Linked DNA regions of Mus musculus: region 1 is linked to region 2. The links are chromatin contacts, called in public HiChIP or PLAC-seq maps. All regions are on one chromosome and are shown on one strand. The core of a region is the stretch at or near the end of the contact, and the rest is flanking DNA. Distances in the headings are between cores, read along the strand shown.

Region 1 (5,003 bases), core at 799-3,298, 320 kb after region 2:
GGCGTACACATACTTATGCACATAATTAAAAATGGCTAAAATAAATGTTCAAAAAACTTAAAAGAAAATCTCATCATTCCACAAAGATAAGCAGAGAGAGAGAGACAGAGAGACAGAGAGACAGAGAGACCAAGAGAGAATAGAAGATAAAATGAAGCAAAAGAGACAAAGGACGATTTTTTTTAAAAGAAGCCAAATTATATTTCAAAACCACAATAAGTGTAATTGTAATAAATTTGCCATGAAAGCATAAGAGTATCAAAGTTAGATGGCTCAGGTGGCAAAGTGCCTGCCACACAACCATGAAGAGCTTGGTCTGATCCCTAGGACTCTCACCTAAAAGCTAGGCATCACAGCATGCACGTGGAACCCCACCACTGCAGAGGTAGGACAGGAGGAGCCCTAGCGTTTGATGGCCTCGGTTGAGCTGCATCAATGAGTTCCATGTGAGAGGACATGTTTCCAAAGCAAAGTGGAAAGGATTGAGCAGCACATCTGGCACTAACTTTTGGCTCTAAGTGGCACATGCGCACACACAGGCATACATGCTCAAAATAAAAGGATCAGAAAGTATACCCACAACATACAAAAGGACCTGGGGAGTTGAACATGAGAGGACAGGGGGAAACTATTCATGGAAAACTAATAAAATTAGAATTGAACAGCTATAATAATAGCAGAGAAGATAGACTTTGAATCACAGAAGATTCCCAGTCTCGACTGAAAAAAAGTCTCTACTCCCCATGAAGATCTAATAGCTTTAGAATTACTTCAAATCATATAGATCAAAAGTTGATAGACCACAGAGAGAAATGGACCCATCATTTCTTACAGTGGAATATTTCAACACACCTCATAGTCCCTAATGTGCCAAGGATACTCTAAAAGAAAAATTAGCTGAAAGATAGAGAGAGCCATTTTATTGTTCAACAACTTCATCACTTTTGAAGGAAAAAACTTGTAAGTACTATGGAGAACATAAGGACTTGATTTAATTCTAGTAAAATGCAAAGCAATGCCACGCTCTATTTTAGAAAAGCACATTGTTATTGTATATAAAATTTCCAACATTCATTTAAAAACTTGTAAATTGTTTAGTGATATTTTTACATTACCATCTCAGTTTCACCCACTGACTTAGTAAAATCCACACATTTTAAATATGGTAACATATAAGTCTTGACCAAACAATTCATAAGTTTGATATAATAAACATATATAGAAGATTATATCCAATAATATAGGCATATAATTCTGAAGAAATCATGGAATATTTATGAAAAGTGACCAAATGGAGAAATGCCAAAGAAATTTCAAGCAAATGGAATTTTTGAATCGTACCGCCATATAATTAGGTTTAAAACCAATATGCAACAATAAATTGCATAAATAAATATAAAAGTGAAAATTCAAGAACCCTACTTTATTTGAATATAACAAATGAGAGAAAGCAGGAAATAAGTAACATAAGGAAAATTTAACATGGTTCTTGTGAGTTATCAGGCATATTTTCATACCTCTTATATGTATCCATCCATTTACTGTTTTACAGTGACGTGTGCTGAAATATTCCCTATTCCACTGTGAAAGGGGATGGGTCCAAGGCAATGAAACAAACAAAGGATGGGTCTATTTCTCTCTATGATCTATCAACTTTTTCATCTATATGATTTGAAGCCTTTGAAAATGGAGACCACAACTGTACTCATCTGTAGATGAAGAAATAGGCATCAAGAATGTACAGGAGTTTGCAGTTAGTATCCAGGAAGTATTATTTCAGCCCCTGATCTAAACCATTCATAACTTTGATATAATAAGCATATATAGAAGTCTATATCCAATAGATTCTGGAATGGTACCACTCATATTTAGCATGGGTCCTTCCCACATCAATTAGCCTAGTCTAGTTTTTCACAAACATGCCCTGATATTGTTTCCATGGCAATTCTAAATCCCATCAAGTTGTCAACAGGATCCCCAGCCCTTCCACCACCATTCCTTCCTACACAGTCCAACTAGTGCTTTTTAAAATTTCCTATAGTGGTTTGTTTGGTTGGTTGGTTTGGTTTGGCGTTTGTTTGTTTGTTTGTTTGTTGAGGCAGTTTTTCTCTGTGTAGTCCTGGCTGTCCTGGAACTTGCTCTGTAGACCACCCTGACCTTGAACTCAAAAATCTGCCTGCCTCTGTCACTCTAGTGCTGGGATTAAGGGTGTGTGTTGCCACAGCTGGCCCCATATGAGTTCATTTACTGGAGAAAGAGGAACCTACAAGTGGCCACACCCCCAAAGAAAAGTGACTTCCTCTTCCACAGCAGCCATCAAGCCATCAACTGCCAATAGCTCTTCAGTTAGGGTTGAGACATCAGAAAACTCCCAACCCTGTGCTGGAACTTTTAACTGGTGTGATATTGTGCAGATAACCCCATCTTGTACATGTTCATCCCATTTGCTGGAATGTTGCCTGAGCCTCTCTCTCTCTCTCTCTATCCCTCTCTCTCTCTCTCTCTCTCTCTCTCTCTCTCTCTCTCTCTCTGTGTGTGTGTGTGTGTGTGTGTGTGTGTGCACGCGTGCTTGCTTGCATGCCTGCCTGCCTGTCTGTCTGCTTGTCTATCATCGTCACATCTATACTTGAATACTTACAGTGGTTTATTCTCAGCACTTTAACAGTAATGAGTCGCTGCATTAACCACTATCCTGTACAATAAGAAACTCCATTAACCAACCTTGGGAGCAACATATGGCTAGAACATAAATATTTAGATGGCCATATGATGACATAACTGTTTGGAAAGCAACATCAAGAGGCAAGATGAAAGATTTTCTGCTCACTTGTGAAAATCTAAGCACAGATTAGGTATTAGGAAATATTACAGAATTAATTTTCTTAGACATTATACAGGTATTGGTGAGTTTGGTGTTTTTACTAAAGAACAATGGCTGGGAATAGCTAGTAAAGTTTGATCCTGTGAAATTATACAGTGAAAGAGCTGTCTTTATAATTGAAATTGGAAAGTTGGTTTCACGGAAGTATGTGCCAGTCTTAAACGGTAGGTCCGTTCCCTTTTGCCTGTGAATGCAGGTCCTAATGTGTCCATCATGTGGTAAAAATGAACATAATGCTTGAGCAGTAGAATTGGAGTCCCGGGTTCATAGCTTTTCTCCATCTCATGTCTTACTATGACACCCATGCCTGTCAACCTCTCTAGAGTTTCCCCATAATAAATTATACAGATTTAAACCCAGTTTATAGGGTTGAGAGTTGGAATGAAAATGAATAATGCAGCACTCAGCTCCTAGGGTACTCAACAATGTAATTGTTAATATAAGGGCTCAGTTTGCTCTTCTTTTTACTCTTTTCAAGATAGAATATTGACAGTACCTACTTCTGAGCCTGGAACCCAAAGACATAAACCCATCTTGTGATGTCTGAGGTTTCCTTTCCAGAACCTGAGCCTGGTACTCACCATGTAACCGGATTTCTGTCACACTCTGTACACACTTGTGCTTCAAGAGAGCTAGAAGTGTGTATTTATGCAAGACCTATGTCCATTTAGATCCCTGTAGGCTTTTAGTCTCCCTTAGGCCCAATCCAAATTACCCAAGTGCCCCCATGAAGTTTGCCCAGTTTCCAAACCTCCAATTCTCTCACTAGCCCGACTTCCTATATTTATCAAACCTCATATCCTTCTGCGCGCTTTAAAGCATAATGTTAACACATTGTATCATGCATCATGAACTTAAGACAATTCTAAAAAAACTGGGGCTCAAGGGTGAAGCAAAGCTTCCCAGTTTCCTAAGAGTGACACAGCCTAACCCAAACCCACAAAATATGGTAGGGACAGAACCTTCATTCATTGCGAGCGTTGCATAATCAACACCGATAAAGAGCCATAATTCTCTTGAGAGATTTTCAAGGTCCTCCTTAAAGTGTGTTTCTCTCACTATTGTGGTTCTAAACTATGGCCACAGCTTCAAGACCAAATTATAGCCTTTGGCGGCTGGTTTCAGTCTGGTGGTTACAGCAATGAATTTGGAGTCAAGAATCCTGGCGTCTCAGCCAACTATTCCCTGGGTAACCACATGCAAGTTAGCTGCTCTCCTCTCAGTTGTTCTATCAGTCAAATGGGGTAATTTTCCCTCACTTCCATCTACTTCAAAGGCATACACGAGGACAATTAATTACCTCACAGCCACAGCCAATGTGAAGGTTTCTATGCAGTAACAATCCTACTGTCAGCCTCTCCTCTCCAAGCGCAATCATTCCATCTCGTGATTATTTTAGGTTTTGGGTGGCTGAGTCTCATTGCTGAAGGTTCATTCAGGGCTGTTTGTCTCCGGGCTTTCTCAGCCACATGCCCAGCTGCCTGGATGCTGGCAGATGGAACAGAAACATCTTCCAAAGCAGTAAACCAGAAAGCCTGGATGCAGCCCAAGAGAACAACATTGCTAAAGCATACTGATGGCTTTCTTTAGTCCGAACCACCCAGGCTTCCCCATAATATCAGAATGTGAAACCACTTGAAAAAGACTGTAGGGAATAGTGTTTGTCAGTAAATAATACCTGATTAATCTCTCAACCTCTCTCTCTCTCTCTCTCTCTCTCTCTCTCTCTCTCTCTCTCTCTCTCTCTCTCATTGTCTTAGCATAACACCAACATCTCTCTTTATCTACTGTGTTTAGAACCTATAGTTCTGAAGTTCTGAAGGGATTCTTTTTTCTTACTCCACATTTTAATGATATCTGAACACTGAAAATTATCTTTTTCTTTTCAAACAGCTATTACCACCAGACCTACCTAATAAAGGAGAAACCCACCTTTTCAGAATAACCTTGAAAAGGAATTAACTTTAAGCTTCCCAGAGTTAATAAAAGTGATAGCTATTAAGAAAAAAAAGAGGGGGCTTCAGTGATCAGATAAATGACTTCTTCGAGTTCTGAAACAGGTTATTCTTCATCTTGCTGATCTTTGTCCTTAATATTCCTTCATATGGATGTCAGTCAAAGG
Region 2 (5,038 bases), core at 1,000-3,499:
GACTCAGCCAAAAAAAGAAAAAGAAAAAAGACAAAAGACATAGAGAGTAACTGCCCAGATAACAGTTCAAAGTGAAGTCTCTCCAAGCAACTGGTCTATCTTTGTTTTGGCAGCTAGACAATGCTGTCACCTGTGCCAAGCACACGTTTGGTTTCTATTAATCTAAGTTCATCTTACTTTCTCGTTATTTGTTTGTTGTTGCTGTTGTTGTTGAAGACAGGGTTTTTTAGTTTAACAGCTCGTGTCTATCCTGGAATTCACTTTATAGAGCAAGCTGGCCCCTGCCTCCAATGCACTGGGATTAAACCTGTGTGCCACAATGCCCAGCTTCTCCTTACCTTCTCTTTATCCTGACTTTCTCATCCACTTACAGTTGGTTTTGTTATATCCTATTGGAAGGTATTCTATATCTATATATGTCAGCCATCCGAACTGAAGAGAGGTGACTGTCAGTGAATAAATAACAAAGAAGGCAGGTTTCAAAGGGTAAAGGTGACAGGAATGTTTCAGTTTCCTTGGCCTCCTGATTTGGATAAAAACCAACTCTCCCTGATAGGATGTGTCTCAATTACAAAAAATGCAACTAAAAAGTTGAGCCTGCTTCTTCACTTGTTACTTCGTATCTGCCCAGTCTTCTATTCTGTTTCTAGGCATATGTCTCAATTTAGTGCCCATCAATACTGCATCTCCAATTAAAGTAACGTAAATCAAGTGACAAAACTCCCACACAGGTATATAAATGATGAGTGGGTATTTACTCCAGAGAACTGATTTATACCAATCGTTATATCATGCAAAGTTAATGCAAAGAAAGGGGCTATTGGCTTGAAAGAACTAAAGTAGCTTCAGAAATAAATCAAAGTGCCCATCCACAGACTCATGCGCAAATACACCCAGTGCACACTCCTGAGGGTTACAGAGGAAGGAAGGCCACTTAAGGCACTGAGTCTAGGAACAAGAAAACTGAGGATTTGGGGAGCCTGGAGAGACTAGTCATAGAACACTATTTAAATATATTTGTCTGCTTACAATTTCCATTGCAAATGTGATTAGTTTGCCTGAATAAATCAGAATATGATGTGGTGGCCATGTTTTCCTCTTCAGGGTTATCACAGAGTTTTGATTAAGGACAAATGTTTGAAATGTTGGGTATATTTAAGTTCACTGCACTTAAAATGATCTAAGAAGTTGTATAGGCTTGATTAAAGGGCTGCCTTCGTGAACTTAAAATTAAAAGCAATAAATTCCAATGACTCGAGTGATTGGGACTGAATATGGTATTCTGCCAGAAAAGTTGAAATGCAGTCCAGAGAGGCTGAAATGGTGTGCAGGTTTGAAGAACCGGTGAAAGAGGAAAGGTCAACCTGTCAGAGCTGCCTTCTCCCTGGGTTCGTGAACGATTCACATTACACAGAATTCCTTTTAAGTAGAACTTCACAGGAGTGACATGCTCCCAGCACAATCTGTTTTGTCATTTTCAAAAAGAAGCCTCTCTGAGGCTCAGAGGCTGCCTTGTAAGTGTTGTCAGATGGAGAGAGAAAGGGGAAGGATGGAAGATGGGAGGTGGGGGTGGGGGTGGGGAAGGGTCCAGGGCTAGCTGCGCACAGACGCAGGCCAAGTCTCCCAGTTTCCAAAACGGAAGTCAAGGTGACTTCCCTACCAGCGGGAGGGCGGAACCCTTGAAATGTAATAGGATAGGCTTCAGGCCCAGTTGGGGCCCCTGGAAGGAGAAACTCAGGTCAACAACAGTCGGGTCAGAAGCAGGAGAACCCCAAAGTAGCAGAAGGGTTTGTGTGTCCCTGGGCTCTTCCCTGCCCCAGGCTACCTGGCCCCATTCGCGCGCTCCTCCTTGCTGGCCAGGGCTCGGTCCCGCGGGACACCGCTCCTGGCCAGACCAAGTGGGAGTGTCCGGCTGGCAAAGTTTCTGTAGCACGATCGGGCCGCGGTACCCACGCGGCCACAAGTGCAGTCCCCTGTGCCCCTTCCTCCCTCAGCTGCAAGGTGGAACCTCGCATCTACTACCCCGGCTGGACCCCTCTGGGCTCCAGATCGCCCCGGCCCGCCGTTCTTACCTTGGCGGCCGCCATGCTTCGGCCGGGGTACAGGCGGCTTTGAGACCTGCTCTCTGGTTGGATTGCACCGGGGACCCCGGCGACTCACTTCCCGTCCCGAGCAGAGGTGGGGGCGGTGATTCTGCCCGGCAGCGTGCGCGCCTGGCCTGCTTCCCCACGCCCTCCTGGCGCGGGTCATGCGGGTGCCGTCAGCCCATTGGCTGGGCCCGGCCAGGGCCTCCCGGGCGCGCGTGATCTAAAGGCCTCTGCCCTGTAGCCAGGGAGGGCCTCAGTATGGGAGCTACTGAGGGGCCAGGACACGTGACTCAGACTGTGCTGTCCAGCTTTAGTAGCCATTGTCGTGTATACCCCGGGGGCAAGGGAGAAATGCAAGCCACTGTCTCAAAAGACCGGGGACTTGGTGAGCTGAAGCTGCAGCTTGGGCTGAGGCCAAGGGCTGGCTAGGTCAGTGTCCATGAGAGAGCCAAGTAAGAGTGGTTACCACACAACACCTGGACGTTGACATACATACTCTCATAGATGCACACATTGGGTCAGGTTCTTGCCAGATTCACCTTGGTTTTTGCTTCAAGATGGACCCCACTTTAATGCCATCATGAAATCCCTGAAGTATTGACTAATAGAAGAAAAGATAACAAGCAGGTGACTAGCCTCCTTTGTGGCTCTAACTTGATAAACTCTTGAATATGGTATAGAACACACATTTGTAACAACTCTATTTTGCAACAACTATATGAGGACAAAAGAGGTCAAGGCCTCAAAGAGGTGACAAACTTAAAAAAAAAACAAAAAAACAAAAACAAAAAAAAACCCTACGAGCTATTGTTTGCTCTCAGGACACCATAAGAACAATGAAAACAGGAAAGGCTCTCAGAGATTACTCCTGAGGTAAGACTGTCAGTCCAATGCGTAGATAGCAAGAGATGCTCCAACCATGACGAATGAGAGGAGACAGGAGACCCAGAATTGCTGAGGAACCCAAGGGTTTAGTCAGAGAAGGCAACCTAAATTTAGGGACTGCTGGAGGAAGAGTATGGGCAACAGGAAAGACCTGAAGGTGCCTTCTAAGGCTGGAATCAGTATACTGTAAGTACTAATGTCGTTAGGGTTCCACTCAGTTGCCATAATGTATCCCAGATTCACAAGTTAGAAACTAAATCAGGAGTATGAAACACTCAAGTCCTATGGGCTCTGCCCTAAGGTCTGCATCAATGGCTTCATAAAAAGGGGCTTGTAACCCTTCCATTCTCAGCTCCAGAAAGGTGAGAGCTGGTGAACCAAGAGTTCCAGGCCACCCTTATCTATATAAGGAGACGTGTCAAAAAAGAAAGAGAAGAAACAAGCTCATAGAAGTAAGTCTACTCTCATTGTCCTCTGCCGTGCGAAGCTAGAGCTTTCCTCTCTCTGGAAGATACAGTACTCAGAGAAACATCTCGGAAACAGAGACAAGACCTTGACTTGTTGAAATTGTGATCCTAGAGTCCATAGCCAGGGTGACAACTACGAGGAATACGTTTTTAGCCTTACTCTCAGGCACTGTGTGGTAGCAACATGAACCAGGCTAACACTGGTATGATAACACTGGGCATGAGTCAGGACTAAACTATCAGAATATTCCAACAAGATGGGTTGGAGTGAGACAGGACTCTGTCTAGTGTATGAAAAGCCCAAGAAAGAAGCATTTGCCTTCCCGAGGGCTCGCGGTGCTCCTGTCTCAGGAGACAGTGAGCATCCCGTTTTTCTCTAACTCTGCTTCTGGAGTGTGAGTTCACTGCTGTCTGTAATCTCCCTGTCTCCCATTTAGAAAGTCATGGTGGCACCATCTGTAAGGCTATTCTAGAATTTGGATGGTTGGGAAAGCTCAAGGCTGCCTGGGATACATGATAAGATCTTGCCCACAAGAAACAAACATGAAAAAGCACTTTCAATGGCATTTAACAGTGAGAGACCACTCAGAGAATCCAAGCTCGCGCCCCCACCTCCAATCCTCAATCCCACTTCTGAGCTTTCTGTCATAAAAAGGAATATGATCAATAGGACCTACGAAGTAGACATCTTTTAACCCACTAAACACATCATACTGTAAAAATAGATTGTAAACTTGAGTTTAAGTTATTTCATTCTCAGTTAATTCTCACAATGACATAAGTGACATGTCGCATTGATGCCTTCTCTATCCCAGAACAGTCTTCCCACCACCATCATTTGAAAGTAGCTGGCAAGGTTGAACGGTGACCACAAGATTCCTGACCCCAGTGTCTCAGACTGGACCATTATTTGGAAACTGGAGGTACAATCAATTAAGATGAGGTCACACTCAAGTAAGGAGGACCTTAATCTGACATGACTGGAGTTCTCATTAGGAGGCGCAGATCAGGTATGATGAGTCATGCTTTTAATCCCAGCACTCTGCAGAAGCAGGCTTAATCTATACCTCGAATCTCAGCCAGCCAGGCCCAGACGATGCAAACAACAGCGAAGAAGACACAGAAACACTCTGTATATATTTCATATGATAAAAGTAGATATTAGATTGATGGAGCTACAAGCCAAGGAGCGTGAAGAATCTGCACCCACCACCTTGAAGGCTCCGGTGCCTAGCAAGGAATAGGAAAGGACACAGCCCCACTGACTCTTTTGTTTAAGACTTTGCATCCCCCCAGGAATGTGAAAGATCAAACTTCTGTTGTTTGAAGCCACACATCTTGTGGTATTTCATTCTGACGGCCCTCGGGAACGAATCCAGGTCTCCTAACCACCTGTGCTTTATAGCACATTTTGCCAACCTTGCTGGCTAGGCAAGCAGCCAACCCAAACATTGGGGAAAGCTCACTGACTCAAAAGCACGTAGTGTGAGCATGAGTTCAAGTTCAGAAGAGAGTGTGACGTGGCCAGGTCTGAGATTTCACTGTTCCCAGCACACCTAGGCCTTGGGGATGCCCTTTGACCCATGACCTTTAATGATC

Evidence for each region. HiChIP or PLAC-seq counts read pairs in DNA pulled down with a chosen protein or histone mark.
Region 1: an H3K4me3 HiChIP or PLAC-seq map of bone marrow-derived macrophages shows a contact between it and region 2, with 2.6 times the contacts expected there. The contact joins the enhancer-like site here to the promoter of Slc25a13 in region 2. A contact is called at or near these places in 4 of 39 promoter capture datasets (the 3T3-L1 cell line, hippocampal neurons, liver and 1 more) and 2 of 115 datasets of contacts at active chromatin or transcription factors (bone marrow-derived macrophages and hepatocytes).

Annotation. Positions count from the first base shown.
Region 1 is chr6:6,540,058-6,545,060 of GRCm38.p6, forward strand. No RefSeq gene overlaps it. Among named protein-coding and RNA genes, the nearest start is that of Gm52889, 23 kb to the right of the region's middle. Within about 2 kb of position 2,049, at least 42 of the 459 cell types and tissues checked have an H3K27ac peak or open chromatin away from gene starts, as enhancers often do. A contact at or near this core is called in bone marrow-derived macrophages and neutrophils, where this site is marked.
Region 2 is chr6:6,214,924-6,219,961 of GRCm38.p6, forward strand. Slc25a13 (solute carrier family 25 (mitochondrial carrier, adenine nucleotide translocator), member 13) reads right to left here and starts at 2,250. Exons shown (of 18, transcript NM_001177572.1): 1 at 2,073-2,250. The coding sequence starts at 2,087.